Regions from separate parts of the Mus musculus genome. Here all the other regions are linked to region 4. The links are chromatin contacts, called in public HiChIP or PLAC-seq and promoter capture Hi-C maps. All regions are on one chromosome and are shown on one strand. Each heading gives the region's core, a stretch centred on a gene start, on an enhancer-like site or on the middle of the called end of the contact. The rest is flanking DNA. Distances are from core to core; before and after follow the strand shown.

Region 1 (5,772 bases), core at 1,388-3,887, 700 kb after region 4:
TGCTGGGATTAAAGGAGTGTGCCACCACGCCCGGCGACACTTATTTTTGACATAAGGTCACATGTAGCCCAGGCTACCCTCTAAAACTTAATACCTGGGGCTGGTGAGATGGCTCAGTGGGTAAGAGCACCCGACTGCTCTTCCGAAGGTCAGGAGTTCAAATCCCAGCAACCACATGGTGGCTCACAACCATCCGTAACAAGATCTGACTCCCTCTTCTGGAGTGTCTGAAGACAGCTACAGTGTACTTACATATAATAAATAAATAAATCTTTAAAAAAAAAAAAAAAACTTAATACCTAGCCTTGAATTCCTGGCCTTCCTGCTGCTACATCTCAAATATCTTGATTACAGGCAGGACCCACGCTCTTTATCACTTTTTTTTCCATCTTTTTTTTTTTGGATATTTTCTTCGTTTATATTTCAAATGCTATCCCAAAAGTCCCCTATACCCCACCCCTACCCCCACCCCGCTCCCCTACCCACTCACTCCCACTTCTTGGCCCTGGCTTTCCCCTGAACTGGGGCATATAGTTTGCTAGACCAAGGGTCCTCTCTTCCCAGTGATGGCCAACTAGGCCATCTTCTGCTACATACGAAGCTAGATACACGAGTTCAGGGGGTACTGGTTAGTTCAGATTGCTGTTCCACCTATAGGGTTGCAGATCCCTTTAGCTCCTTGGGTACTTTCTCTAGCTCCTCCATTGGGGGCCCTGTGTTCCATCCAATAGCTGACTGTGAGCATCCACTTCTGTGTTTGCTGGGCACTGGCAAAGCCTCACAGGAGACAGCTTTATCAGGGTCCTTTCAGCAAAATCTTGATGGCATATGCAATAGTGTCTGCATTTGGTGGCTGAATAGGAGATGGCCTGGTGACACAGTCACTCCTGTAATCCCAGGTACTTGGGAAGCTGAGGCAGGAGAATCAAAAACTCAAGGTCAGACTGGACTGCAGAATGAGTTCTAGGACAAGGTAAGCAACTTGTGTCAAAACAGCCAAGAAAGCCCCTCTGGAATCTAGTTCAGTGTTAGTCCCTGCCTAGCATACGAGACACCCTATGTTAATTTTCATACCCACCTCCTTATACCCAACAATGTGAGAGGAAACCAGAATCCAAAGAGAATATAAATGATAAGATTTTCTGTGCTTCCAGGATGGGACATCAAGTCTTCCAGGACCACCCTCCCTCCCTCCCTTCCCCTAACACAAGACCTGACCAGGCACACAGCTGTTTTCCATGAGGAAGCTTATGGGATAGCTTGGCTTTACCCAAAGACATTACCCCTCTGTGAGGGCCAGAGGCGGGAGGTAAAGGCACGAGGGGGTCCAAAACCAGATCCCCAGACTATCAAGTCACCCCAGTTTCTTATTGCCAAACCACACCAAGAAAACCAGAGTTAGACTCAAACAGGCTTTTATTATTCACGTACTCGGTAGAAAACGGGGGTTTAGTAAACAGGGTGGAACTGTATAGGAAGACGCTGGGTTGGTCCGATACTATTTACACGTGGTGGCAGCGCTGTTCGTCACATCAGGCACAGCACGTGCACTTGTCCGCGGCGCCTTTGCAGACACAGCCCTGGGCACATTTGGAGCAGCCCACGGGACAGCAGGAGCAGCAGCCTAGAAAGGAGGAGGAAGAGGTCAGCCTGGCTGAAGACCTCTGCTTCCTGTCCCCAACAGAGAAGACCTCGGTTTTTTTAAATAGTTCTCTGTATAGTTCTGTCCCCGAGACAATACAATGGCCTCCGGGAAGCAAAGGACATTTCTCAGAGCCAGTTTTGTAGGAGTTCCCCGCCCCTAGCCTTAGCCGCCACCCAAGGTGTCCCAACTCACTCTTCTTGCAGGAGGTGCACTTGCAGTTCTTGCAGGCGCAGGAGCTGGTGCAAGTGCAGGAGCCGCCTGGGGAGGAGAAAGAAGACAGCATGAGGGAGGCAGCATTACAGCAGTGGCCAACACCACGAGTCCCGGCTCAGTTCACTAAGTCCTCCTCGGAGCTGCAGGGAGCCTAGCCCCACTTTTCTCCTCACAGGTTAAGTCAGGGATTATGTCTTTGAGTCCCAAGACATAAAGGTCCTTCACCTCTTTCTTAATTCAAGCAATTCACAGTAAGTTTAGTAATGCCTGGGACTCAACCCAGATGTCCCCACTAACTGGGTGATCAGGAACCGGACATTTGCGCGTCTAAATCCTAGCCCCAACCCCGCCAAAGGACCCGTTCGACAATACTCGTAACTAATGAAGGCTTTTGCAAGAGCGGATTCTAGAAAGAACCGGAATGAATCGCCAACTAAAGGTGCCTATTCCCGCCAAGCCTCTACAACTCGGGGATTCCGCTCTGCGGTCCCAACTTGGTATTCTAAAGACCAAGGATCGGGAGTCTTACCGGTGGAGCAGGAGCAGTTGGGGTCCATTCCGAGATCTGGTGAAGCTGGAGCTACGGAGTAAGTGAGGAGAAGGTACTCAGGACGTTGAAGTCGTGGTGACGCTTAGAGGACAGCCTGCCCTCTTTATAGTCGTTGGACGAGTCCGGGCGCAAAGGGTTTGCACCCAGCAGGCGGTTGCTCCAGCCCACGCATAGTCACGCGCCCCGCGTCCTTGGCAGAGCCGAGCGCACTTTTCGGGCGGAGTGCAGAGCTCCCTGGAGCGCCAGTGTGCACAGCGGGACCGCCCCTTTGGCACGACTGGCTCGGATAGGACGACCCATGTGACGTGTGGAACATCATGTCCCTATAGTGCTTTCCCCGATATTACGGCCTATCGCTGCTCTGGAGTTTACGAGAACTCACCCCGGAAAGCCAGCTATCTCCGTAAACCCATTCGCAGCGTGGTAACCTCAGCTTCTCCTTTCCTGGAGTTCCTGAGCAGCGACCAGCTCCGCCCAGGTCTCTCTCTGGATCGAAGCTAGGAGAAGAGGAGACAGTTTTATAAAGACTAGCCTTGATTATTTTAGCCAACAGAACTCATCTCAACATTATTCTCTACTCCTGAGGGGGCTCATCTAAGAATGTCCAGGGCTGAGGGGTCACTCACCTTAACCCATCTGCTCTACTCCAGGCTGGTTTTAAAAACCAAGGTACCCTCCCTCCAGAGAGATCATTTTAGGTGGGGACTGCATTAGATAAAAAAAATAAAGTCAGCTATTTCTTTCTTTCTTTTTTTTTTAATGCTTCTGATTTTGAGTAACATTAGAGTCTGCTGTCAGGCAGGCCTTGTGTCCTGGGCAAGAGAACAGCTACACTGTTGGCTCATGCATACCATCACTTCTGAGCTATACGACTTTGGGCAGGTTTTTGCTTAACTGTGGTAGAACCACCACCAGCAATATGTCTATTATGCCAGAACCAGGAGTTAAACCAATTTCTCATTTAATACCTATAGAGAGATGCAAATTCTATTTACACACAAGGACAGAGGATTCAGAGGTTCAGTGACTTGCCCAGGCCATATATCCAGTCAGTAGTACAACGGCTGTGAACCAGCACTGCCTGGCACTAACGCTCCTGTATTTGTCCCACGTTCTCTTGCTGTGATTCTGTACAAAGTTCATCTGTAGGCAGAGAAGGCACCAGGTGCTGGGCTATGACACTCCCCCCCCCCACACACACACTTCCCCCTCCTCTTCCCCCTCTCCCTCTTCCTCCTCTTCTTCCTCCTCTTCTCCGTTCTTCTCCCCTTCTTTCTCCTCTCTTCTTCCTTTTTCTCCTCCTCCCCCCTCCTCCTCTTCCTCCTCCTTCATGGTGGTTTAGATACAAGTGTCTTTCTATTATCAACCCACTGGTTTGGTAGTATAATATTACCCAGGGCGTTTCTCCTTCCTCCGGATATTTCCTCTTGGAGGAGACAACACAGCAATACCCTCTGCGTGGGAAGATCCAAAAAAAAACCTTCATTTGGAACTGAGTCTTTATCTATACAGTTAAATTCTTGCCTTAGGGTAGCTCTTTAATCTCAGCTCTTAGAAGTCAGAGGCAGATGATCTCTGCAAAATTCAAGGCCAGCCAGGGCCACACAAATGAGATCCTATTTCAAAAGTTAATAAGGAAGTGATTAAAGATTAAAAAAAAAAAAAAAAAACAAGCCGGGTGTTGGTGGCGCACGCCTTTGATCCCAGCACTCAGGAGGCAGAGGCAGGCGGATTTCTGAGTTCGAGGCCAGCCTGGTCAACAAAGTGAGTTCCAGGACAGCTAGGGCTATATAGAGAAACCCTGTCTCGAAAAACCAAAAACCAAAACCAAACAAACAAACAAAAAAACCAGAATTCTTGCTTGACTAATGTTGGTCAGTTCTCTCCAGATCTCATGAATTTACTGGTTTTAAGTAGCTAAGGACTGGGCTTGGAAAGAGCAGAGGATTTCAGCCTGGGCTAGAGACAAATTCCAAGCACTCAAGGGCAACTCCTAAGCAGAGATCTCACGTCAGAGACATCAGTGATTCTGCAAAGGCAGGGACTGCTGGCTCCTAGGGTACAAGTCAGGCTGAGGTGTGCTCTGGCACAAAGATGCCCAAGTCCTTTATTCTGCCTCTTCCTTGTTTTCTGGATGCATACGGAGATGTTTCTGCTGGACCACATATAGTTGGTGTTTTTGCTTGTTTTATCAGTTTGTTATGTTTTATTGTCTATTGCCAAAACTGAGATCTGTAACAGATTCTTGGGCCTTTAGACCTCTTGCATAATATGATTTTTTTCCCCTTTTTTTCAGTGAGGATTGAACCCAAGGCTTCCTGATCACCAGGCAAGCATTCTGCACCTGAGTTTTGCCTCCAGTCCTTTACAGTCTTTTATTTTGAAAGAGGGTCTCACTAAGTTGTTCGGGCTGACTTTAAATGTGCTCTGTAGGGCTGGAGAGATGGCTCAGTGGTTAAGAGCACTGACTGCTCTTCCAGAGGTCCTGAGTTCAATTCCCAGCAACTACATGGTGGCTCATAACCATCTGTAATGGGATCAGATGCCCTCTTCTGGTGCATCTGAAGACATTGACGGTGTACATGCATACATGAAATAAAGGATCAAACTTAAAAAAAACAAAAACAAAAACTGTGCTCTGTAGCTAGACTGAGCTGGAAATCCTCCCCCTGCCTCAGTGTCGGGAGAGTAGACAGGATAATAGAGGTATGTCACCAGGCCCCAGTTTCTCCTCCTCCCCTTCTTCTTCTCCTTTTCCAGGGGTGCCACTCTGTAATTCACAATGGGCTGTAGCTCACTGAACAGCCTGGTCTGGCCTTGAACTTGAGACACTCTTCTGTTTCAGCTTCCCAAGTTGCTAGGATACAGGTGTGTGTGTGTGTATCACAATACCCAAAGTGTTTTGTGTGTGACTTCTTTTTTGAGACGACGTTACATGTGGCCAAGGCCTTAAACTTGCTATAGTCCTTGAACCTCTGATCCTCCTGCCTCCGACTCTTGAGTGTTAGAATTACAGATGTGTGCCACCAAACCTTGCTTACACCGTACTGGGGACTGAAGGCCGGGGTTTGTGCATGTTAGGTGAGGGTTGTACCACTGAGCTACATTCCCAGACCCACGTTGCTTTTTTTAATGGTTCTAGAGATGAACCCCAGAGCCTCATGCAGAAGGCTAAGTTCTCACCACAATGCCAATTCCCAGCCCAACATCTAACGTTTGAATTGAGAAGCTAAAGTGTAACTGTCATTCACGTGGTTTCAAGGCATTCAGGGACTAAGCGAGGTCCCAACATTCATCCCTTAGACCCCCCATTACACTGGACACTCCCCCACCTCCCCACCCCCAGCACTGGACACACAAGACT
Region 2 (6,314 bases), core at 3,796-6,295, 560 kb before region 4:
CAGTGCTCTTAACCGTTGAGCCATCTCTCCTGTTCTTGCTAACTTAAGTATGTTAACCCAGAGCATGGATTTTGTGCTCAGAAGCTCAGAAAGGCTCAGACCTACATCTGGATCCTGATCCTAACACCTAACAGTTGCCGGCTGGCTAATAAACCCATGTCCAGGCAGTCTTCTCTGGTGAATTCCCCACAACAACATGCTCTTGCTGGAGGATGGGTGTCACTGAGGGGAGAACTCTGAGGTTTCAAAAGCCTGTGCCAAGCTTACTCCCATTCTCTACCTGCTGTCTGTGGATTAGGATGTAAGCTGTTATCTATTGCTCCAGCACCATGCCTGCACCACACTCAACAATATGATGGTCAGGAGTCAGAGACAAAGTATGGAGCAGAAACTGAAGGAAAGGCCATCCAGAGACTGGCCCACCTAGAGATCCATCCCATATACGGTCACCAAACCCAGACACTATTGTGATGTCAACAAGTGCTTGGTGACAGGAGCCTGTTATAACTGTCTCCTGAGAGACTCTACCAGTGTCTGACAAATACAGAGCTGGATGCTTGCAGCCAACCATTGGACTGAGCACAGGGTCCCCAATGAAGGAGCTAGAGAAAGGACCCAAGGAGCTGAAGGGATTTGTAGCCACATAGGAGGAACAACAATATGAACTAACCAGTACCCCCAGAGCTCCCAGGGATTAAACCACTAACCAAAAAACATATGGTAGGACTCATGGCCCCAACTGCATTTGTAGCAGAGGATGGCCTTGTTGGTCATCAATGGGAGGAGAGGCCATTGGTCCTGTGAAGGCTCTATGCCCCAGTGTAGAGGAATGCCAGGGCCAGGAAGTGGGAGTGGGTGGGTTGGGGAGCAGAGGGAGGGGGAGGGGATAGGGGGGTTTTGGATGAGAAAATAGGAAAGGGGATAGCATTTGAAATTAAATCAAATAACATATATGTATATAATATATATGTATATATGTGTGTACACACACACACACACACCACACAATATGATGGTCCTGGACTAACCCTCTAAAACTATAAGCAAGCCTCCAATTAAATGCTTTCTTGCTTTTTTATATAACTTGCCTCGGTCATGGTGTCTCTCCTCAGCAATAGAACAGTAACTAAGGTAGTTAGTTAGTTAGTTAGTTAGTTAGTTAATGATGAACTGGATTCAGGACAGGCCATCTGAGAACTAGTATCCTTATTAGAGGATACAGAAGAGAAGGAGGTAGCCATGTGAAAATGGATGAAGAGTGTATACATCTATATTGCCATCAGCCAAGAATGCCTCAGGCCAGGAAGGGCCCCCCCCCCCAACATCTCTAAAGTTGAGCAGCTCTGACAACACTGATTTTGGACACCCCACCTCCAGAACAGAAAAAGGTTCTGTTTTGGGCCACCGAGAATGTGGTATGGTATCATTTGTCATGGCAGGTATAGAAGTATGAAAGCAAGTGGGTTGTTTTGTTTGTCTGTTTTTTGTTTTATTTTATTTTCTCATTGGAGAAAGGATCTATGTAGCCCCTTGGTTGTCCTGGAACTCACTCTATAGGACTAGGTTGGCCTCAAACTCAGAGATCCGCCTACCTCTGCCTCCAGAGTGCTGGGGTTAAAGGTGTGCATCAGAAAGCTCAGCAAGATACTTTTGTTAAACAAATTTATACCAATCTAATCCTAATCAAAATTGAGCAATAAATTAACTGTAAAACCTGAATAGAAAAACAAGACCCCATGAATATTAGACAAACCAGTATAGTGACAATTCTGGAATTTTGGTCTCTTTAAGAAAACACACAAATATTACAAGGATGTGATTTCTTTTTAACCCCAGGTGGAGGGATTCGGGGCTGCTTCAGATTGTCCACACCAGCTGACTATGATCTGCCTCTTGCTCTAGCAGAGGCATGGTTTTGCCCGCTGCAGATAGAATTCTGGGAGATTTTCAGCGGGTCTATAAATTCTAGGGCCCTGAGAGGCAGGGTTGGTGGTTGGTGATCAGTCTGGGGGTTGGTTGTGGCTTGCTAGTAGTCATGCTTAAAGAAGAAACAAACGAAGAAAGAAATTAGATAAGGGATCTCTCTCTGTGCGTGTCTCTGTCTCCTCCCCCCCAACCCCCATCCTTCTTTATCTCCTATCTAGTGCCACTCAGTGATAGATGCTTGTGTAGTGAGTGCTAGGTCTCACAATTCAATAAAGGATAAAGAGCCTCAGTGGAGACCTGGGCAAAAGACACAAACAAGCAATTGGAAATTAAATTTTCTTAATGTGGGAGGGGGAGGGGAGAGGGCGAGAGAGAGATGCATGTGCAGGAAGCTCAGAGAACAACTTCTGGCAGGCATTCATTCTCTACCAAGTGAGTCGGATCACCAGGCTTGGTGCCAGGTGTCTTTACCAACTAAATCCTCTTGCCAGCCCCAAATAAAAGCAATTCAAATACCTGTGAAGAGGGGTGGGAGAAATGGCTCAGTGGTTAAGAGCACTCACTGGCTGCTCTTCCAGTAAGATTCCTAGTTCCCACAGGATGGCTCACAACTCTCTGTAATTCCAGGCCCTCTTCTGGCCTCTATAGACGCATGAGAGGTGCACAGACATCCATGCAGGAAAAGCACCCATACAAGTATATATACCAAAAAAAAAAAAAAGAAAAGAAAAAAGAAAGAAAGAAGTGACTTTAAATTAATTTTAAATGCCCATGATGAGATGAGCCAGAATATTAGTCATCAGAAAATGAAAAATAAGCCAAACCAACATGTATATAGTTCAGACTTGTAAATTTAAGAAAACAGACTAACAGGAATTGTGACTATAAGCATTGTCTATGGGAATGTAAATGGCTACATGATTTGTAAGAGCTGTTTGGTCAAATTGAACATGTGTGTTTATTGAGATCTAGTTACTCTAGAGCAGACATGCAAGCCAAAGAAATTCTCATCTGGTTTTTTTTAAGTGGAATATGCATAAAGATGGCCATTCCTGGAGAAGGGGAGAGATAAATGTAGATGCCTACCTGGGAGGACAGTGACGGATTCCACACCCACTGGCCCAAAGGATGGATCTTAACAACCACAGCAAGGGATGCTGTGCTCAGTTCTTGTCTGTTTTAGGACAAAGACAGCTTCCGTGGCTACCTGCACACATTAATATGTGGTGGGATGCGGGCCGAGAAGGAGGGCAATGCAGGGAGGTGTGGAGACAATAGAGAGGCATACAATTATTTCCAAATGGTGATATTATAAATGTTACTTTTTATAGTTTCCTCAATATCTATATTACATTAATCAGAAAAAAATGAGACAGGGCTCAGAACCTTCTGAGGGGCTTAGTTATCACCTTAATTTTCTATTACTCATTCCATTTTCTATTTCCAGACTTAGTACTGCTGAATTATTTTTAGAAATAATTTACTTTCTATAAGACGCCAAGTGGTTAGTTATGTGCAGTATTGAAATCACCATCAGAACTCATATACCATCATTTCTCTTTTTTTATATTTTTTATTAGGTATTTTCCTCATTTACATTTCCAATGCTATCCCAAAAGTCCCCATACCCTCCCCCCGACTCCCCTACCCACCCACTCCCACTTTTTGGCCCTGGCGTTCTCCTGTACTGGGGCATATAAAGTTTGCAAGTCCAATGGGCCTCTCCTTCCAGTGTATACCATCATTTCTTATCTTGAATCTTTTTCCTGAGGATTTTGTTTAAGATTTCTATTTATTTATGTTTTGTTTCTGAGTTCTCTATCTGTATGTACACCTTCAGGCCAGAAGAGGGCATCAGTTCCCATTACAGATGGTTGTGAGCCACCATGGGGTTGCTGGGAATTGAACTCAGGATCTTTGGATGAGCAACCAGTGCTCTTAACAGCGGAGCCATCTCTCCAGCCCCGAGGATATTTTGAACAACTTAAAAACAATCAAGCTATAAATTATTCACTTGGCTTAGAGTACATAAAGAATTCCCAGATATCATGCAAAAATTAATTCCATATAACAAGTTTCATTTTTATATAGTAATAGATTCACATAGTTTTCACGATATCTAGAAATTCTGGCTGGAGTACTCAAAGCTTTGGTGTGAGGGTAGAGTGAGTTAATACAGGGTAAGGCATCACATATACCCGTCACATAGTAAATGTGTAAACTTTGCAACTATGATCGTTAAAATTGCTAAAGTGATCGTCTGTGCTTCAAACTCTTTTCTGTGCGCCAGAACACAGGCCTGGGTGGAACACCATTTAGGAAGACGCTCAGCGACTGGTGGAAGTCTTCCACACTTGAGATTTCCTTCTACTTGAAATACACAGCGTATGTCTTTCCTACAATATTCCAGAAATTGACACACTTTTTTTAAAAAAATCAGCTGTCGGTTCAACTCAACTATTCCACTTTTAAGATTTTATTAATTTTTGTTTATATCTTAATATTCCGGCTTTCTTCTTTTCGAATCAATGCATTTAAAGAGATACGCTTTCCCCCAGAGTATTGCTTTTACAGCAGCTCATTCACTGTAACTTGATAATTAAAGGTGATGATGTAAATTGGGCAATCAATACTGGTTCATTAGCTCACACGTTCTCCTGGGCCAACCAATATTTGTTTTTTGCGACAGGGTGTCTCTGAGTCCTGGCTGTCCTGGAGCTCGATATGTAGACCTCAAATTCAGAGATCTTTCTACCTCTGCTGGGATTTAATCCGGTACTAGGATTAAAATCTGGAGTCAACACACCCAGGGATAATATTTATCTGTCGTTGGCACAAAGCCACCTTCCTCACTCTTCCCGCCCTTCGGGGGAGGGGTCTGGCATGACTCCACCCCTCCACGCGCCTCCCGGTTCCCATGACACCACGCAGGCACTGTAAACACGTGAGGTAAACTTAAAGTCTCCTTCCGCTGTTCTAAACCAAGTCTGGGCCCCGGCGGGGAGGGGCGGGGAATAGTCCCTTGGCAACCAAGTTCCGCGCCCGAGGGGGCAGGAAGGGGCGGGCCTAAGGGCGGAAGGAACCGGAAACCGTTCTTTCTGCGGCAGGACTGGGCAATGCGCCTCCGAGGGGCGGGCCCAAGCGTGCGGAGGGATCCGTGGCGGGCCGAGGCGGCGCTCCGCCTCCTCTCCGGCAGGCTCGGCGGCGCGGGCGGCAGTTGCTGTGGTTTCGGTGCTGAGGTGGCTCGGTGCTCACCGAGGCTTACGGATCTGCGTCACGCCGCCGCTTCCCGCCGTCAGTGGCTGCAGCTCTCAGCGTCCTACCTTCGGACCGGCGGCACCCGCTCTCTTTCGCCGCTCGGTGCCGATCTCCAATCCCGGGCCTAGGGCGGCGGCTGCGGGGCCGCGGCTGGCGAGATGTTCAAGAACACGTTCCAGAGTGGCTTCCTTTCCATCCTCTACAGCATCGGCAGCAAGCCCCTGCAGATCTGGGACAAAAAGGTGAGCGGTGGGGGCGGGACGGGGGTGGGGCCGACTAGCCGCCCACGTGATGGAGTGGCTACCGAGCCTTGACGTCCCGGTCAGTAGAATGGGGGCAGAGTGCCCACAGCCTAGCTTGAAACGCATAGCACTTTGAAGAAAGACATGCATGTGTTCGCTGGTGCCAAGCACTGTTGCTGCACTCCATACGGAGGGCCTTTTCCCCGGACATCCTGAGCACCGGCCAAGCCAGACTTGTTCTGATCCCATTCATTAGCTCCATCCGTCGACAGCCAAACCTTTGGAACTTGCTGCGAGCCCTCTGTAACTTAGAGTCCGTACTATTCTTCCTGTACTGGCCTTCTCCATTGGGAAACCTGCAAAAAGGTGATTGTTAGGGGCTTCTCGAGAGCCAGTATCAAGCCTCTGTATTTTTATCCAGCCGTCCTCTAGAATGGATGGTGTTTTTGCTTGCCACATGAGATGGTGGCCTTCCCTGTTCACTTTTGGAGATATTAAGATCTAGATGAAATGCCTTGCCGTTTCTTTTCTCATGAAGATTCCTGGGGCAGTGAGCTGGACCGTTTTTTTGTTTTGTTTTGTTTTTGAATATAAAGTGGTCACTCTAATGTGGAAGCCAGGTGATTTAGGGAATATCTTTAGTTCTGCCCTCGGCTGGGGAAGATGGAGAGAGGTGATATGCCTAGTGTGGTGTTCATAGAGATGTATATAGAATGGGTGGAGTAAGTCAAGATTATTCGTAGTAGGACTAGAACAATGTCTTTCCTAATTCACAGAGAAGGGCTTTGAGACACACAGTGGTTGACAGAGTACCTGCATTGCCTTCTGTTTGTCACTGCTAGGCAGTCGTGTGTTCTGAGGACAGCTTTGAGAGAAACCTGTTGGGAG
Region 3 (6,165 bases), core at 863-3,362, 550 kb after region 4:
AGAGGTCATCACTGGGGCTGAAATTCCAAATGGGAGGGTCCGACAAGGCCTTTGGCCCTGCCAACTACTAGGGCCAGGTAGGGACGTGTGACCTTCACACTCATGAGATTTCTGGGGCTCACATCTGCTGAGATGAAAATCAGGGTGTGCCTGGTTCTGGCTAACACAGATCAGGGGGGTGTCCCAACTCTGAATGTGGAGCCCCCGGGGAGGGGGTGAAGGCTCTGGTTCTGCTTTCTCCTGTACCCCATCCCCACATCTTTGTAGAACCCTATATTGTCTTTCAAAGTCAAGGGCATTGAGTCTTTACTTCCTGAAGGGTTACTTATGCTTCATACTACAGCTAACACTAGGCTGTACCATGGTATGCGATGGGAGAGGAGGGATTGTCGATGTGTATGTTAGTGCTGCCCTCTAGTGGCCATGTGGGGAATTTCTTCTAATAACCCCCTAGCAGGCATTGATCCAAGAACTCTCACACCTAACAACTATTTTAATGCTCAGTTTTACGGGTGAGGAAACTGAGGCAGGAGTAGCTAAGTAACTTTCCTAAGGCTACAACACTAGTGAGTAGCTAAGCAGAGATCTTCTTAGGATTGGGTCTTGGCCAAGAGCGCCCAAGAACTGTGGGAAGCCAAATACAATTAATTGGAGGCCACTGCTGATGGGGAAACTGAGGCCCAAACTGAGCTCCAGGTCTAAACTGCTCACTAGGGCCTGAGAGTCAAAGCTGAGGCTGAATGGGGCTCTACCCCCACCCTGTCTAGACATCAAGCTCCGGGCCACAGCCACTCACCATCACCCCCTTGACCCAGCCGAAGCGAACAGGTTCTCCAGGGCTCTTCTCACTGTTGGTGCCTGTCTCATCTTCCACAAGTCCATCAGTCAGCTCACGACCTTGCCGTCCATCAAAGGCCAGGGCATGCAGGTGGCTACCTTCCTGCTGGGGGCCCAGAGACCAATAGGAGTCAGGCAATGGGGGTTAGGGGCTGGGTGTCTGTATTCAGTCTTGCCTGCCCCACTTTGCCACACAGGCAGCCCTTGGACAGCTTCCTGGGTACAATGCTACTCGAAGCTTGGAGAAACACCAGAGAGAGCAAGCAAGCTGAGCATTCAGAATGCTTCTGCTCCGGGAGGCTCCTCCCCTCTAGGGCAGAGGGCTGGAGTCTGACAAGCCTGCAGTCTGAGAAGTGACACGGGATGGGAGGTGAAGCAGTATGTCACACGCCACACACCAGGTCTCTGACACAGAGAGTCTTGAACCCAGGCCTGGACTCCAGCATGGTCATCTTCTATTTCGTATTCCTACCAACCGCAGCCTACTCTGGGACCTTCATCCCAGTACCTATCTCAGCATCCCTATTCAAACAAGGGGTCTTGTTTGGTCCCTTCAGAGGGAAGCTTTGAAACACGGAAGAGTGTTAGAGGTTAGAACATCCAACTGTTGGTGAAACCGTGAGGTGACAGGGATTGGACCCTCCAGCCTCCCAGACAGCGAAGCCGATGAGCTAATATTTGAGAGGGCTCACCATGCTCCCTCCCTCCCTCTCACAGTCTCTCCCAGCGGTGTGCAACCTGCATTTGTATAAGCAGCAGGCTATGCTATCATTGTGCTGCCGGTGCCTGGACAATATGTATTACTTGTGCCCCCAAGCTTCATGGCACCTCTGTCCACTATTCATTTGGGTGTCTTGACCCTAGAGGAAGATGCCCAGTCATTTTCACAACACGAATGACAGAACATGTTGGGCAATCATGCCAACGTTACCCAGCCAGGAAGCGGCCAGTCTTTGAACTTCTGCTTACCTTGAGGAATGAATGCAGGTCAGCCAGGGTGGGCCGCACCTTCCGGGGCTCACCGGGCAGAGCGCTGTTAGCATAGTGTTCGTAGGCCGGCACCACGTCTATGGTGTTGTAACCGAAGGTGCGCATGTATAAGGTGCTGCCGTGTGTTAAGTGGCTGGGCTGGCTGCTGTCACAGGCAGCTGGTGGGGGCTCATCGCCTCCCATCAGTGTGCTGATGGTGAAGCGCCCACTGCACAGAGCATCGCCAGGCAGCTCTGTCACGGGGAGCTCTGCCATTATGGCTCTGGGTATCAAAGGAGGGGACAAGAGTGGGCAAGGGCACTGAGGGTGGCTTTATAGGCTGGGAGGAGGCGGGAGCTTGGTCCAGACCGCCCATGGCAAGTGAGCAGGGTCTCTGCCAGGGTGGGGGGCGGAGCCATAGCAACTGCTGTCCTGCCCCCATTTATCTGATCATTGACACAGGGGCCAATTTGGAGCAGGAGGGCTGGGCTAGAGCCAGGGCCACATCCCTGAGTCCTGCAGTAGCCCTTCTAAGCCTAGGGTAGCAGAGGTTCTGCAGCTAGGACCCAGGAAGCAGCAGACATGAGAGAGGACCCAGAGAAGGCCTGCTGCAAGGTGCCTACCTACACTGCAGGTTAACAGTCCTCGTGTTGGGCACAATGTATTTCTTTCATTTTATTTACTAGTTTGAATGGATGTCATCTTAGGACATGCATATAAAAAAAAAGGAAGTCTGCCTTCCGATCTCCATCCCTCACAGTCTCAGCGTCTTTCCTGATACATTTCAATATACATAAGCCATTGTGATTAGTGGCCTCAAGCCAGACCTGCAGCCACCTCTTGACTGACAAACCTTGAGAGCTTGGTGCTGGCCACTGGCCTCTAGGGTAAACAGGCACAGTGCAGCCTGACCTACACATTCACAGGCTGGCCTACGGGGCTGTAGTTTGGAGCCCAGAGCAACTGGTCTTTCCCTCCCTGGAGCCATGCATTGTTCCCATGAAGTAGGAGATCTGGTCAGCAAAGGCTCCTAAGCCATTGCAGGGGCATTGCCCTGGGGTATGAAAGACACTCTGGGTCTTGATGATGAACTAGTGGATGTTGGATGTGTCCTAAGAAAGCAATGGACTTGTAGCTGTGAGGGGTCCCAGAGTCAGCCCTTACATTAATGGCCCCACCCATAACTATCTTTCCCTAAGAGGCTGGGCGTTCAGTAATCCATGGCTGTGGGGCACAAAAGCCTGGCATCCTGCCCTGTCTCTGGAACCACCCAGTGTTTCCCTGAATCATCTGAGGCTTAGGGCTACCCTAAAGCCCGCTCCCTCTGCCCTCCCAGACACATGTCCTGAATTTGCTCTCAGTTACTTCCCAGTGAGGTGACCCAGCCCCTTACAAGAATAGGAGACGACGGTACATGCTTCTTGCTGCTTTATTGACTATAACAAAGATTTGGAATCGACCTTGACAATCAACAAATGAATGGGTAAAAAAAACTATGTATATGTATAAACCATGTATACATAAGTTATATAAGTATAAATTATATATATGCATGCTACTTGGCTATCAAGTTAAAATGTTTTCGGGAAAATGGACAGTCTCAGTATGAATATTAGGTGAGATCATACAACTTCAGAAATAAACCACACACTCTCCCTCCTGTGGAATCTAGCCAAAAATATATGTATGCATAAAAACAAAAGTACCCGTGGGTACAGTATAACATGAAGAAAGAGCATAAGAAAGGCTGAATATAAAGGAATGAGGAAGGATGGCACAAAGAGCAGGACACAGAAAGGGGACAAAAAGCTGATGTATTCCTAGTTCTAACTCCGTCACAGTTTTTTATTTTTTGATTTGGATGGTGGACAATTGCAAAAAATACATTTGACACTAAAGGTGTAAAATTTAACATGAAGCTCTATAGCTTCTGTTTCTATGCCAATTCTAACTGTATAGAAGTTCACTAAGTTGTACTGACCTTGGGTATGGTTAAATTTTGTTTGAATATTATTATTAACTTGCAAGATTTTTTTTTTCCAGACAGTAATAGTCCTGGCTGGCCTCTAATTCACTTTGTAGACCAGGCTGGCTTCGAACTCACAGAGATCCTTCTGCCTCTGTCTCCCAAGTACTGGGATTAAAGGCGTGTGCCACCACATGTGGCACAAGATTTTTTTTTAATGAAATTTAAAATAAGTTTATGGAATTTAAAATAAGATCTGAGGACTCTTGTCACTGTCCAACAGACCAGCCAGCACCCCATGCTGTGTGGCAGCAGGAGCCCAGGGACTCAGAGAAGCCATGGTGGAGCAAGGGCTCATGGGAAGCTACAGCTACAACAGACCAGACCAGCTGGGAGGTCAGCAGACAGCTGGAGGAGTGGACCACTGGAGAAGGGTCAAGGTGTTGTGGACAACCAGGGAAGGCTTCCTGGAGGAGGCCTTTTACCTGCTTTGTTCCTATGGAGACCTAGGGTGGGTGAAGGTCAGAGGGCTGCTGTCTACTCATGGTGGGACTCTGTTCAGGCTCAGGCTCCAGTATCTTCCAGAGGAAACTAGAGGAAAGCACTCCAGGCCCTACTTCTCAGAGTCTACCCATATCCCCTAGAGGACCTGCCCCAAGGCATCCAGGCCCTGCTACCTCCAACAGGAAATTGCACTCTGGTGGGTGCTTTCAAGAGACCCAGCTGGCCCCTGGTACTCTGGGCTAGAGAGACCAGGGCAAATGTGTCTAGCTAGGAAGACGGTGTTGAGACCAGTTAGAGACCGTCCCAGAGTCACCCTACTAGCATGGAGATGCTCTCAGACCTCAGTGCTCCCTTTCATGGAGGGGCAGTGTTCCCTCCAATTTCTTGGAAAGGAAGTCAGCCACAGAGGCAGGGGCCTCGCACAATAGATTGTTCAGCGACTATCTCAACCAACCAGAGTTTCAGACACGGGCTCAATAAGTGCTTGTTGGTTGTACAGGGAATGAATGGAGACTAGAACCAAGGAGAGCTAAGCCAGGTGGAGACGAGCTTACAAGGGGTCTTTGGGGATTCCCATGGCACAGATCCTGCCTCTATTGGACATTAAGTGGCGGGCAGAGGAAGACATAAACACTTCTTTCCTCTGCCAGCTTCCAGCAGGGCTGAAGGCTTGAAGTAAGGACTCAGGGGCCAAGGACTCCTCCGGGCCAGTTTTCTACCTTGGCAGGGATGGTGAGATTTGTAAAGCCTCCCCCACGCCACCCCCCAGCAGGTCCATGGCCCTTGGGGTAGATCTTATCTTCTGAGTTTTAAATCGCCAGCTACCTGGCAAAAATCACAGCTCCCCAGCATCCCCACACCATTCCAACACACTGTGCCCTGGCAGCTACGGAAAATTCCTGATAAAGATCTTGGGATAGAAGAGGCCAGGGCTGGTTTTCAGCCAGGAGTAAGAGGCTATGAAATTGCTGAATGACCTTGGCACATAAGTTCTTCCTTTCTGCAAAGCACTCATGTTAGCTGCAAGGGATGTAGGGCTGCTTCCCCAAACCTGCTGCCCCACTGCACTCTCTGGAGTAGAAAGAGGTTTAGGCTGGGTCCCTTAAGGGGCTTATCAGTAGGACAGTTGGTGACTGTTTGACACCTTGTGCCAAAGCACAGACCCTGAAAATGACTGCCCTGAAAATGGAATGGCATACATCCTGAATCCAGCTTCTGAGAGGACATAGGACCCCTACTCTGAGTAGTCCTGGAATTGAACCTCAAGGAGTTTCCATTCTGTTTGTTTTAGGGGTGTCTCTGAGCAAGTCTCCCCACCACAACAGCAAGGTGGGAGCCACACTGTACCAAGGCCAGCCAAGGACCAGACAGACTCAGATCAGAAACAATATCCTCTGGCTGAGCCACAAGGACAGGAGGGCACATCATAGCTACCCAACAGTAGTCCTGCCATCTTCTTGGCCACAGAGGCCCCTCCAAAAAGTTTCTCATATAGACCAGGTTCTGAGCCTGGAAGCTTAGAGCATGAAGCACCAGCAGAGAAAGGGACCTCACAGGAGATGGGGGCTGAGGGAAAAGGTGGGCAGGGACAGAGGAAGAGGTGGGTTGGCTGGTGACAGAGAATTGGTGGGATAGCAGGCTGAAGGGGTCATCTATCCATTCCACCTCGATCATTAGGTAATAACACATATGATTTTCTGTGCTGAGCAACCCCCCACCCTCCCCAAAACAAATCCCTGTCCTCTGGGGGCTCACATTCTAGAGGGCGAGACAGGCAGCAATGCACAGACAAGCAATCACCAAAATACACGTAGTGATACGTGCTATGAAGAAAATAAAGCTTTTCTTAGGTCTCTCTGAGGATGCAAATCTTGAGCTTGGCCACCCAT
Region 4 (5,957 bases), core at 3,026-5,525:
AAATGCCTTACAGCTGGAATTCATGGATGCATTTCCTCGATTAAGGCACCTTCCTCTCTCATGATTCTAGCTTGTGTCAAGTTGACAAACAAAGCCATCCAGTACAGTGGCTTTTCTAGCCCAAAGCTCCAAAGTCTTTCCACAATCCTCCCCAAAACACTGTCAGGTTATAGCAATACCCGACTCCCAGTACCAACTTCCTTAGTTAGGGTTTCTACTGAAGTGATGAAAACATCATGCCCAAAAAACAAACTGGGGTGGAAATGGTTTATTCAGCGTATACTTCCACATTGCTCTTCATCATCGAAGCAAGACAGAACAGCAACTCAAACAGGGCAGGATCCTGGAGGGAGGAGCTGATGCAGAGACCATGGAGGGGTGCTGCTTACTGGCTTGCTTCCCCTGGCTTGCTCAGCTTGTTTTCTTATAGAACCCTGGACCCCCCAGCCCAGGGATGGCACCACCCACGATGGGCCCTCCAACATTGATCACTAATTGAGAAAATGCCTTACAGTTGGATCTCATGGGAGCATTTCCTGAACTGAGGCACCTTCCTCTCTGATGACTCCAGCTCATGTCAGGTTGACAAACAAACCTAGCCAGTACAGTGGCAAATGACTGTGGATCAGGTGTTCAAGGCCAACCTCAACTTTATAATGAGTTTGAGGGTAGCCTGGACTACATCAAACTCTTGCCTCAAAAAAAAAACAAACAAAAAACCAAACCACCAGCTTTCCCCCAACCCTGGCCAACCCCCACAACAAGGATCATCATTTGATTTACATTTTTGTTTCTTTGAGACAGAGTCTATGTAGCCTAAGGTGTCATAGTAATCCATCTCTGTCGGCCTACTCCATGCTGAAATCCTAGGCACGTGCTGCCATGCTTCCCTTAGGATCAGAGATCTAAATGTAAAATCGAAAATTATGAAATTTGTGAAATAAAAAGAAAATGCATTTTCTAGACTGGCTTCAAAAGGAAAAATGAATATGCCCCTTATAAAAATTTAAATGGCTTTGTTTTATAAGAGTATCAGTTGAACTGGGAGGTGGCTCAGTGGTACCGCATTCCCTGAGTTTGGTTCCTTGCACAGAAATGATGGAAAGGAAGGAGGGAGGGAGGGATGGAGAAAGGAAGGAAAGGGAAGAGTAGGGAAGGATGAGGCTGAGAGACCTCGGTGGTTAAGAGCTCTCAATGCTCCTCCAGAGGACCTGAATTTGGTTCCCACGCTCAATGAGTGACTCACCACCACCTATAACTCCAACTCCAAGGGATCCAACACCTTCTTCTGGCCTCCGTAGGCATCTACCCACATGTGCCATTCACGTACAATCACACACACACACACACACACACACACACACACACACACACACCACCCAAATCCTTTAAAAAACCAAAACCAAAACCAAAACAAAACAGGGGGCTGTAGAGATGGCTCAGCAGTTAAGGGCACTGACTGCTCTTCCAGAGGCCATGAGTTCAATCCCCAACAACCACCTGATGGCTCACAACCATCTGTAATGGGATCTGATGCCCTCTTTGGGTACGTGTGAAGATAGGTCACTCATATACATAAACACACACACATACACAGAAAAAGTAGGGAAGAGAATACATTACATATATGGTAAGAGGTAAAGAACAGAGAAAATATTTGCAGACCACATATTCAAAAGAGGTCCAGTACTTCCAATATGTTAAGAACTCTCAAAAGTCAACAACAAACCACAATGAGATATAACTTTTCATTGTCACAAAGCCCCCCAAACTGAAAAGGTAGTGATGAAATCAAATGCTGGAGAGCATGGGATAAATTACTCCTTTGTTGCAGCTAGGAAGGTTAAAGGATATAACTATTGCATTGGCAATTAAAAAGTAGTCTAAAAGAGTGAGTTCCAGGACAGCCAGGATTCACAATGAAACCCTGTCTCAAAAAGCCAAACAAACAAACAAATAAATAAATAAATAGTGACAACCTGTAATTACACAGCTCAGAACTATGTCTGTAGCATTTACCCAAGAAGGATGGCATGAGTTTACACAGAAACCTATTCACAACATCCATAGCAGAAAACCTGGAGACAACCCAGATGTCCTTGAATGGTGCATGAATAAACAGATGGTGGTACACCCATACAGCAGAATGCTGGAATACAATACAATACAACCACCAAAGCAGCTATGGATTCATGCTGTGGCTTGACTAAACTGAGCAAGATGCTCTCTCTGGACACATAACTGATAAATCCAGCTATTCCAGAGGCTGAGGCAGGATTACACATTTAAGGCTGGCCTGGACTACGCAGTAAGTTCAAGGCCAGTCTGGGTATTGAGAGCCTGTCTTGAAATAGAAAGTAAAAACTAAGGCTGGGATGTAGCTCAGTGGTAGAGCCCTTGCCTACCATCTGAGAGGCCCTGGGTTCAGTCACCACTAACAAAAGTTACCAAGTGAAAAACCACCAGGGATTACACTTTTTATGATTCCAGCTGTGAAACCTTCGACCAGCTGTAGAAATGGGGAACCCCAAGATGTCCCCCAGGGTTACTGAGGAGAGAAAGGAAGGGGGCAGAGGGACACTTTTGCGGATATAGAAACTCCCTATGGTGACTTCAAGTTGCTAACGTTCAGGGTAGGAAAACATCAGGGACTCAGATTGACTCTGTGTCAGACCATCCACCCGCATGTGGATCTACAAACAGATTTATAAGTGTAAAGCCAAAAATTAGATACAAATTTGGGTATGGTGGCACTTGGGAGGCAGAAGAAGGCAGGTCAAGGCCAACCTGGTCTATACATCCAGTTCCAGGACTGCTAGAGAAATCCTGTGTCAAAAAAAAAGGAGGAGAAAGAGGAAGAGGAGGAGAAGAAGAAAGAAAGAAAGAAAGAAAGAAAGAAAGAAAGGAAGGAAGGAAGGAAGGAAGGAAGAAAGAAAGAAAGAAAGAAAGAAAGAAAGAAAGAAAGAAAGAAAGAAAGAAAGAAAAGGGAATTAGCACAGTGGGTAGAAGTAGATATTGAGTAAAAATTTTGAAAGAGAATGAAGTTTAGGAATCCCACTTAGAGATGATACTTCTAAATTTCATTATATTATTACAATTAATTTGCAGTTCAGGGGATTGAACCTAGAGAAGGTTCCTTCCTTCCTTCCTTCCTTCCTTCCTTCCTTCCTTCCTTCCCTCCCCCCTCCTCTCTCTCTCTCTTTCTTTTCTTCTTTCTTTCTTTCTTTCTTTCTTTCTTTCTTTCTTTCTTTCTTTCTTTCTTTCTTTCTTTTTGTTTCTTTCTTTCTCCCCCCCTCTCTTTTTCTTTCTTTCTTAAGTAGGATCTCACTAAGGCTGGCCTTGAACTCATCAGCTTCCTGCCTCAGCATGGGATTATAGACAAGTACTACTAGGCCAGGCTAAGAGGCCTCTTTTTGTTGAAACTCTCTTTTTTTCTCTGTGGCCATACAGCTTCTCTAGCAGTGTCCCAGGATGAAAGCAGTTCACTCTGAGGGCTTGAGAGCTGAGGACTTTATGAGCTGCTGTTTGAAGTAAAGCAGAGGGTCAAGTTTGGAAGCTGCATGGGAAGGTCAGGAGGTCATGGGAAGGTCAGGAGGTTCAGTTTAGCATCCAGGAAGAAGAAAGCCATTTCCTGTCCTATAGCCCCGTGGCTTCCACTTAACACACACTTTAGTGACAATCCTGGGACATTTTAAGCGGACAGAAAATGGCTCCTTTACTTTGCTGGACAAGGCTGAGTCTCTAGTGTTCCGGCAGAGGGGGTGGGGAGGTAGGGTTGGGAGGATACGGGGCAGGGGATATACATGCGTGGGTACTGGGTTCTTGATTCCTTCATGCATTAGGCTAATCTCTCACAGAGTGCAGCTGAGTGTGCGATTGGGGAAGTGGGGCAGGTACTGAGCAGGACTGGATGGTAGCAAAGTGTATGTCTAGCAGGGTACTGACTCTTGATGTTGGGAGGTGAGGTTCAAGGACTGGGAGTTGATATAGGGTTCAGCCTCCAGCAGATGCAAGACCACGTGGGTTTGAGTTTTAGAGCTCAGGGAGGAGCTGGTGCGACTGAGGTGGGTACTAGAAGTGAGCAGAGGGCTAGACTGCCAGGCGGAAATTTCTGTCCTAGTAATAAGACTTTGGCAGGACTCCGGGACGAGGCGTGGCTCCGAGAAGGGGCGTGGCACGATGCCAGGGATGGGCGGGGGCGTGGCGGTGGGGCGTGGCGCGGCGCCAGGGCGGCGCGGGGCGTGGCCTCAAGGGGCGTGGCGTCGCGGATCAGCAGAACCAGCTACCTCCCGAGTCTCCTCTGGATCCGGAGCTGGCGGCTGCGCTTCACTTCTAGCTTACAACCAGAGCCGCGCGCCGCCACCCTACCTTCCCCTCCCGGCCGCGCCGAGACGCGGGCATGAGCCCGCCCCGCGTCCCGCGGAGCCAGCGCCCCGGCCCGGGCCTCGGCGCCTAGGTAAATAGGGGAATACGAAGCGCGGGGGGGGGGGGGGATCCCTAGGCCTCACCGAGACGTGAGACTCCCGCAACTCTCATCCTGGGGCGCCTGTGGTCACCTCCGGAGCCCGCGGGCTCTCCCAGCTATGGGAGCGTCCTACTTTAAGGAAGGAGGACTCAGACGCGCCTCTCGAAGCCAGCGAGACCCTGAAACTCCCTGAGCCGTCCTCAACCAGCTCCCATCTCTAGGAAGCGCAGGTGTGAGTCTTACCTCACCTGTATTCCCCATGTAACCCATCAGAGAAACCCAGATCCCCGGTTCCCTGAGCCTCTTCCCGGAAGCAGCCTTCCTCGCCTTCCTGCTCCCCAAATTCCAAGAGACACTTTCCTTTTACTGCCTATCCGACCTGCAAGTGGCATTCCTATTCATTGCAGTCCTCCGGGCTAGCAGCCTCCTGCCTTAAAACCTTTCTCCTCTGGCTCTGGGAGTCTGTACACATTCTTTTGGAGACAGCTATCTGTCACAGCATAAGGACCGGAGTGGAGCCTTGGGCAGTCGGGAGTTCTGTGCAATCTGCCTGCGTGGAGCGGTGGGAGCAAAACAATTGCCAGACACTTGGATGGAGGGCTTTGATAAGACAGGGCAGCCAGGGGCCAGGTGTCAGCTCCAGCACATTCCAACAGCCTCCAGGGGCTGCGCTTCCTGCACATTCTTTGAGGGCCCTTTTCGGAGAAATGCAGGCTGCTGTGTAGGTATCCCAGGTAGGTCCCAGGAGCTGTGTCCCTCTCGCTCTGCTGCTAGTCTCTGTGCCTGGGTGCTGGGTATTCCTGGGCAGGGCACCAGGCTGGATGTGACCTCATCCAACAACCCCAGCCAAGGTGGGGCCCCTAGCCAGGCTCAGACAGTGTCAGCAGCAGCACAAGTCCCCTGAGGCAGCTTTGAACAAACTGTGGATCACGGACCCGGCTGGTTCTCCTGGACTTTGCTGGTCTTGCCAGTTGGCACCGAGATGTGGAGAAGTGGGAGCCCGCTGCCGCTTACACTCTCTGGAAGCAGAGCTGATAATGGTGTTGAAAGGATGGGGACAATGCTAGATATAATTAGTGTCCCTCCCTAGATTGGCATCCACTCTGTCCTTTATCAGTGTCCTGGTCACTGGGATGGAGCTATAGCTAGATAGAAGGGGCTTGGGAACTGTCATTGTAGGTGTCCCTACATGGCCAAGTGACAGATGAAGGAACCGGGAACATCAAATCTCATAGTGACATGTGACAGACTGAAACACTGGATGTTGAGAGACAGCTAATTAGCAAGGCCAGGGTGTCAGGAGGGCCTGAAGGAGGAGGCAGATTTTCAGCGGAGCTCCAAATGAGGCAGTGGAATATACTTGAGACCATGGGAGGGAGTTTAGTTAGAGGCAGGAAAAAGCAAGCGCAGTGAACTTTACTGAGAAGGCTTTATGTACTGAGAGGTGGCAGGGTACCAGGGGAGAACAGACAGCAGTGGTATGAGGCATTGG

The links. Promoter capture Hi-C pulls out the DNA fragments that hold promoters and counts their contacts. HiChIP or PLAC-seq counts read pairs in DNA pulled down with a chosen protein or histone mark.
Region 1: a contact with region 4 is called in an H3K27ac HiChIP or PLAC-seq map of microglia, with 8 times the contacts expected there. The contact joins the promoter of Mt1 here to the promoter of Dok4 in region 4. A contact is called at or near these places in 2 of 115 datasets of contacts at active chromatin or transcription factors (microglia and pancreatic cancer cells) and 2 of 9 other capture datasets (liver and pancreatic islet).
Region 2: a contact with region 4 is called in an H3K4me3 HiChIP or PLAC-seq map of bone marrow-derived macrophages, with 3 times the contacts expected there. The contact joins the promoter of Cfap20 here to the promoter of Dok4 in region 4. A contact is called at or near these places in 1 of 39 promoter capture datasets (neural stem cells), 1 of 484 Hi-C or Micro-C datasets (memory CD8 T cells), 1 of 115 datasets of contacts at active chromatin or transcription factors (bone marrow-derived macrophages) and 1 of 9 other capture datasets (adipose tissue).
Region 3: a promoter capture Hi-C map of neural stem cells shows a contact between it and region 4. The contact joins the promoter of Slc12a3 here to the promoter of Dok4 in region 4. A contact is called at or near these places in 3 of 39 promoter capture datasets (liver, neural stem cells and pre-B cells) and 1 of 9 other capture datasets (liver).

The regions. Positions count from the first base shown.
Region 1 is chr8:94,175,954-94,181,725 of GRCm38.p6, reverse strand. It overlaps Mt1 (metallothionein 1), which reads right to left and starts at 2,637. Exons shown (of 3, transcript NM_013602.3): 1 at 2,388-2,637; 2 at 1,838-1,903; 3 at 1,399-1,624. The coding sequence starts at 2,415. The coding sequence ends at 1,533.
Region 2 is chr8:95,433,600-95,439,913 of GRCm38.p6, reverse strand. It overlaps Cfap20 (cilia and flagella associated protein 20), which reads left to right and starts at 5,045. Exons shown (of 6, transcript NM_008187.2): 1 at 5,045-5,426. The coding sequence starts at 5,343.
Region 3 is chr8:94,325,155-94,331,319 of GRCm38.p6, reverse strand. It overlaps Slc12a3 (solute carrier family 12, member 3), which reads right to left and starts at 2,112. Exons shown (of 25, transcript NM_001205311.1): 1 at 1,807-2,112; 2 at 797-943. The coding sequence starts at 2,082. It also overlaps a transcript of Nup93 not described here.
Region 4 is chr8:94,874,630-94,880,586 of GRCm38.p6, reverse strand. Dok4 (docking protein 4) reads left to right here and starts at 4,275. Exons shown (of 9, transcript NM_053246.3): 1 at 4,275-4,456.